Linked DNA regions of Mus musculus: region 1 is linked to region 2. A link is a contact called in public HiChIP or PLAC-seq data. All regions are on one chromosome and are shown on one strand. Each heading gives the region's core, a stretch centred on a gene start, on an enhancer-like site or on the middle of the called end of the contact. The rest is flanking DNA. Distances are from core to core; before and after follow the strand shown.

Region 1 (3,029 bases), core at 471-2,970, 430 kb after region 2:
AAATGTCTAAAGGAGCCATGGCCACACAGGAAGTAGGTAGCAAGGCTTACAAAAGAGCCAGTCTAGTGTTAAGAGTCAAGAAATAATTCTGCTTTGCAATTGGGAAAATCCTTTACCCAGGAGTTTTACTAAATCCAAGTAGGTTACCTCAGAGGTTGCCTGCTGCTCTCACTCAGTCTTAAAGACTGAAAAGTTAAACTTAGAACCCTGACGATGTGAGCTTAGGGCTCTGGTTCCACAAAATTCCCTTTCATTTATTCATTAAAATTACTCTGCCCAATTACTCTGAGACTCACAGCTATCAGAATACCCATTGGTTGGCTTTCTGCAATCTATAACAAACCGCTTTTAAACCACCAGTGAGAAAACTCCCGAGGCTGTGAAGTTCAGACTCTGACACAAAAGCCCTCTAAGTAAAGTGCCGGTTTGCTTCACCCCAGAAGTTGTGTTAAAAGCCATGTGCACATAGCTGTCTTTCCACAACGTTTTTTAAAGGCAGTTGTGTAATGCAAGTGAGCGCCACCTGTGGTTTTAGGCTTTGTTGCTGAGAACGTGAATTTCTTCATTTCAGTTTTGTAATGTGTGGTAAAAGAATGGAGGAAATTAACTGAAGAGAAGGAAAAGAGGAGGATGGGTAGGGAAGGCTCGCATCTCTCTCTTGAGGCTATCAGTGAATTGCATGAAACTCACCCCCTAGACCCTCCAATTTGCCTGAATTCCATAATTTGAGGTTCACAGCGGCGGTAAAATAAATGGCTTTGTGGTCTTCAGTACTTAAGCATGAAAAGGGGAGACTCAGGAGAGGGACTCAGCTCTCATGAGCCTGTCCCCTGCCACCAGTGCTATGACAATTACTTTGTAATGGCTGAATAATCTTCTAGCCATAAAGCTAGAAACAGACGAGAAAAAGCAAAATATGAACTTGAAAGTGGAAGTGTTTGATGAAGGAGACAGCAGGGGAATGTGAGCTTGCACTGCAGCAGGAAACTCCCCGTGGCCTCCCTGTCTTCCCTCCAGACACCGTGAGTCAGTTGTGGCACCTGACAACCATCACCCCTTAGTCCTGCCTTGTGGTTGGTCTTTGGAGTAGGGAGGTCTAGTTCTTCAGCTGCACAAGGCCCTGGTTCACACTTAGTTTACTTTATAGATGGGATTCCCCCCCCCCTAAAGACGAAACAATGTCAACAAAACAGACTGAAGAAAAGGGTGTGTGTTAGCTACCTCTCTTATAGCCAGGACAAAATATCGGGAAACAATTTGAAGGGACTACACATATCTTGGCCAACATTTTTAGAGGATTCAGTCCATTGTGTGAGACAGTTCACATCATTGTGGCAGTTGGGAAGCAGGGAGAGAGGTGGGATACAGGGATATATAGGCCCCAAGGATGCCTCTAGTGATTTAGTTCCTCCAACTAAATACCGCCTCCACTTCCACCACCTCTCAATACACTCTCAGATTATATTATAATTTGATCATGGGACTAATCTGTTCAGTATCTCAGATCTTCATTATCGGATTGTTCCAGGAAACACTATCACAAACACATGCCTTTCTAATCCACTAGCTATCCCTCAATCTAGTCAAGTTGACAACCAGGACCAACCATTACACAGACATATCTAACGGCCAGGGAGGAGAAGGATCAGGGACATGATGCTGCAGGAGGGACAGTGGAAGGATCGATGACACAGAGCCTGGAACAGAAACTGGCAGCCACCTTCCAATGTTTGTGAAGTCGTAGTGAGGAGGCGGAATAGATGTGTCACACAGAAGGCCAGCCCTGCAGCATAGATGCGTCACACAGATGGCCAGCCCTGGGTGGTGAGCAGGCGCTGATGGAGCCTGCATCTCAGCTGTATTAGTCAGGATTTCTATTGCTGTGATGAAACACCATAACCAGAACGCAAGTTAGGGAGGAAAGTTCACCAGCTTACATTCCCACATTGCAGTTCATCATTGAAGGAAGTCGACAGGAACTCCAGCGGGGCAGGAGCCCGGAGGCAGGAGCTGATGCAGAGGCCACGCAGGAACACTGCTTCTATGTTTGCTTCCTATGGATTTCTTGGCCAGCTTTCTTTTTCCTTTCTTCTTTCCTCTCTAACTCTCCTTCCCTCTCTCCCTTTTTTTCTCTTTTTTCTTTCTTTCTCTCCTCCTTTTTCTCTTTCTTCTTTTCCTTCTCCTTCCCTCTCCCCCCCCCGCCCCCCCTCCTTTTGAGACAGGGTTTCTCTGTGTTACCTTTGCTGTACCAGAAGTAGCTCTGTAAACTAGGCTGGCCTCAGCTTCAGAGATTCACCCGCCTCTACCTCCTGTGTGCTGGGATTAAAGGCGTGCTTTCTTATAGAACCCAGGGCCACCAGCCCAAGGATGGCACCCTCCTGGGCTGGGCCTTCCTCCATTAATCTCTAATTCAAAACTGCTCTACAGGCCTCCCTGCAGCCTGATCTTATGGAGGCATTTTTCTCAGTAGAGGCTCCCGCCTCTTGGATGACGCTAGCTTGCCAAGTTGACATAAAACTGTCCAGCACAGCATCGAACTCAAACCCCTTTGTCTCTATTCTTAAGAAGCTCCAGTCCTACCATTCTCATTGTTGCTAATGAGAAATAGGCAACGCTTTACTGTAGAAACAGCACCTAGGGAAGCAGTAAAATCGTCTCAGCACTGGGGCGACAGAGGTGCCCAATTCAAAGAGGGTAATGCAGAGGTTTGAAGAAAGGGACTGGGCTGGGGGTGGAGAGATGGCTCCGAGGTTAAATGCTTGCTGTTTTTGCGGAGGAACTGAGTTTGTTCCCAAGTACCTCCATTGGGAGGCTCACAACTGCCTATGACTCCAACTCCAGTGGGTCTGATGCCCTCTCTGGTCTCTGAGAACCACCCCCACCCTTACTCCCCCCAAAAACTAAGAAAATGTTTGTTTGTTTGTTTTAGGGAACTGAAAGTAAAGGGCAGTACAATAACTTGGGTACAGCAACAGCACGGTAGCTAGAACTCCAAGAAACCTGATTAGCTGTAACAACCAGAGAGGGCA
Region 2 (3,402 bases), core at 321-2,820:
GGGAATGTGCTGTATAAAAGCACATTCTTTACCACATTGAACTCTGAACTGTAGTCTTATAGGAGAAAATTAGGAAAAAAAGAGACATTGTAAGTGAAGGTTCACAAAATGCACAGTTTGCTGAGTTTTTATGTCAGAAGCAGAATAATGAGAATCTCAAAGTACTGTGTGAGTTGAGATAATTTTATACTATTGAATAGAAAAATGATATTCTAATGGAAGACAAATTAAGGTGCAGTTTCTGATCTTCTGATTTTACATGGTATGTGAAGAGAGAGTGTTGAAGTGTGGTCAATGAAGTGGAGATAAGAGCTAGAGATCTTGAGAGCAGTTACCTCAGGTTTGGATGATGGACACAGTGAGGAGAAGAGGGTTGGCTGTTAAGGAGAGGACCATTAGTGTTAGTTCTGAATGGTGGGTGTTCTAGCCCATGTTTGTTAACCCAGGACTTTGGAAGGCAGATGCATGAAGAATGCTATATGTTTTAGGCTAGTCTAGGTCTAAAGAGTGAGACTGTCTCAACCAAACAAAACCTGTTGAATCCAGACGAGCCTAGACTAGAATTTATCTGTTGAGTTGGACTGTTGTTTTTCTGGGACACGGAACAAAAGGTATAAGCCACGACAGCAGCCTGATATTCTCTTTTCTTGTTTTTATTAGAAGGAGAAAACCCAGTATCTAAACAGGTTGGCTAAAAACTGTATGGATGAGTGTACAGCTAGGTTATTTTTCAGCTTTTATTGAAGTTTGACTGTTATTTAGTCTCTGAGCCTGTTATGGATATCACAGATTGGTGGTAAAGCCTGCCATTAGACTCAGTAACAATTGAGATAGTACCCAAGGTTTATCAGGTTAGCTATACTGTGAGCACATCTATTCAGAACAGTCGTAGTTTACTAACATCTTGATTTTATTGAATAAACGAAACCATCCTCAGCCACAATGCTCTAAGGCTCCTGTGGCTTGGCCAGGTAAGGTATCACAAATACCTTCGGGGGGTAGATGCAGGAGGATTGCGAGTTTGAGGGCAGCTTGAATGTACTGTGGATTCAGGGTTTTGGTTAGTGAGATTGTCCCAAAAAAATACAAAACAAGGGTTGGTGTCATACTTCAGTGATATGAAGCATGTAGTATGGTCAAGGCCCAGGCTTGACCCCCCCCCCCAGACTAATTTTTTTTTTGTAACTTTTATTTTTATTTTTATTTTATTTTATTTTGTTTTCTAATATAGCTTTTAAGACAGTTTTCACAGACATTGTCCAGTTCATCTCATGGAAACTTGAATAATGTCTCTTTTAAGACTGAGTAATTAAAAAAATGTATATGTAATATATCAAGTGTATACAGAAATAGAATGAGATAAGGAAACACGTGAATTATCATCTCTTGCGGCCAGTCTGTCTGTCACCTCTCTTATGCCTTAAACAGTCGTAGTAAGTGCCCACATTTAGATAGCACAACACAAGAACACTGAGCTTGAACCCGTGTGCGGAAGGATGGAGGAGCCTGGCTCCAGAGCTGCTGGAGCCTGAGAAGCAGAACAGGCCCTTTGTGTGCCTTGGGGCCTTTCTTCTGCCAAGTTTGCTGGGGTGTTCTCAGATGTGGCTTGATTATACCTCCCCACTTCCGGACTAGGTTGCACCCTTTGTCCTCCGGTTCCCCTTCCCTGGGAGTCTCTGGTCTTCATTGACTTTATACTAGTACCATTGACTTTATACTAGTAGCTCTGTGTATCCTGGGAGTGTACTCAGGACATTCAGACTACAAAGAGATATTTAATTTTATGGGAACTTATTAAAATATGCTTTGTTACCACCTTAGTTTTTAAGACTGTATCATTCCAACTAAAAAATGTGGTTGTAAAGTCTAACCATTCTGCTAGATTGAGTACTTTTGAAGCTTAGATTTTGTCAAAACAATTTAATTAGCTTTTTAAAATTAAAATCAACGTGATCAAATGAATATAGGATTTAGACAGATTTGACACTCTTCTTGTGATGGCCGTGTTCCATTAAAGGTAAAATAGAAAAGGTAAATAGAAAGAAAAAGGGGCTCTTGAGTGGGGTTCGAGGGACTGGCTTTCTCCTCTCTTTTCTGGACTGAAATGGAGGCTTGCTTTCAGGCAATTCCCTGGTGTGCACTCTGCGTGATTTGGCTCTATCTCTGTTACTGCTAATACGTGGCCTGGATTTCAAGTTGTTTGGGATCGGAATGTGCCCAGACTCTGTATTGCAAGTCCGGATTCCCAGGCATTTTGTTGCAAAACTGGCTTGCTGCCTTCTTTTTTCTTTTCTGTGTCCTAAGTGGCTGCATTGTTTGTTGCAGTATATGCATTAGCTATCTGTGTTCAGTTTATTGCAGCCTGACAAAGTGGGAGGGGCTTGCTTTGCTCCATGGCTGAGTTTTCACTGTGTGAGTTCTTCAGTGCACAGTGCAGCCATCTTAATTACACTTTTGTGCAACTGAGACTGTGCAGCTGTCTCAAAATGGCTGCTAACCCAATCCCTGAAGCTGCATAGGCAGCAAGTGTGCCAGTGAGGAGACTTGTCACATGCACCAGGATCAGAGGTAAGAGCCAGGAAGCTTTGATCTTTAAGCATTACAATTAGAAAACATTAGAACATGACCAAGCTTGGATAGGAAGGAGAACTCGCATGTGAAAAAGTTGGCATGTTTACTAAGACCTGTAAGCTTGTGTTAGAGAAACCGTGTGTTGGGATGGTGAGGTCAAAGGTTAAATTCCTCCTGTGATTCCTCACCAGTTTGTTGTCATTGTCAGGACACTGGATCACCACAGTGGTGCTTTTCTGATCCATGCCGAATTTAATGCTCCTTGTGTATTTGATAATTAATTCATTAGATATTTGTAGAAATTCAAACTGTATATTGAGAGTTTTTTAAGAAGCCATTAATTAGCCTTGTTTAGAAAGATTATGATTTTCTGACTTTTAAAATGAGATTTTTATGGTAGTTTTATAAAAAGAATGGTAATTTGCTACATTAAAACATAGAAAAAATATTGTTTTTTTGTTATATGCTTCAGTGCTGTCTCACATGCTCACTAATTATAGTAAATATATGTGTACACATACACACATGCACACACACACATGCACACACACACAAACACACACATTTATATAGTGTCGTACTTTTCCTTAGGTTACTTTTTGTTCGAATTGGCATTTGGATTTAGATTTTAAATTTCAGAGTAGTTTCACATATAGACCTGTACATTTTTTGGTCAATCTAATGCAATCTGGTACCTAGAATAAATATTGTTTTAGGTAAGTAGCATTATTGTACATATTTAAAATTGTTAATACTCAAATTGTAAATTTGAAAAAGGTGTTTAGCATTGTAAAACAGAAATGTTTGCTAAACTACAATATCATGGTTTCC

The links. HiChIP or PLAC-seq counts read pairs in DNA pulled down with a chosen protein or histone mark.
Region 1: a contact with region 2 is called in an H3K27ac HiChIP or PLAC-seq map of the NIH/3T3 cell line, with 4 times the contacts expected there. The contact joins two enhancer-like sites. A contact is called at or near these places in 2 of 115 datasets of contacts at active chromatin or transcription factors (the NIH/3T3 cell line and effector CD8 T cells) and 1 of 9 other capture datasets (liver).

What each region holds. Positions count from the first base shown.
Region 1 is chr6:136,964,306-136,967,334 of GRCm38.p6, forward strand. No RefSeq gene overlaps it. Among named protein-coding and RNA genes, the nearest start is that of Pde6h, 11 kb to the left of the region's middle. Within about 2 kb of position 1,721, at least 146 of the 459 cell types and tissues checked have an H3K27ac peak or open chromatin away from gene starts, as enhancers often do. A contact at or near this core is called in the NIH/3T3 cell line and effector CD8 T cells, where this site is marked.
Region 2 is chr6:136,530,486-136,533,887 of GRCm38.p6, forward strand. The region is part of intron 1 of Atf7ip (activating transcription factor 7 interacting protein); the gene reads left to right. Among named protein-coding and RNA genes, the nearest start is that of Atf7ip, 13 kb to the left of the region's middle. Within about 2 kb of position 1,571, at least 307 of the 459 cell types and tissues checked have an H3K27ac peak or open chromatin away from gene starts, as enhancers often do. A contact at or near this core is called in the NIH/3T3 cell line and effector CD8 T cells, where this site is marked.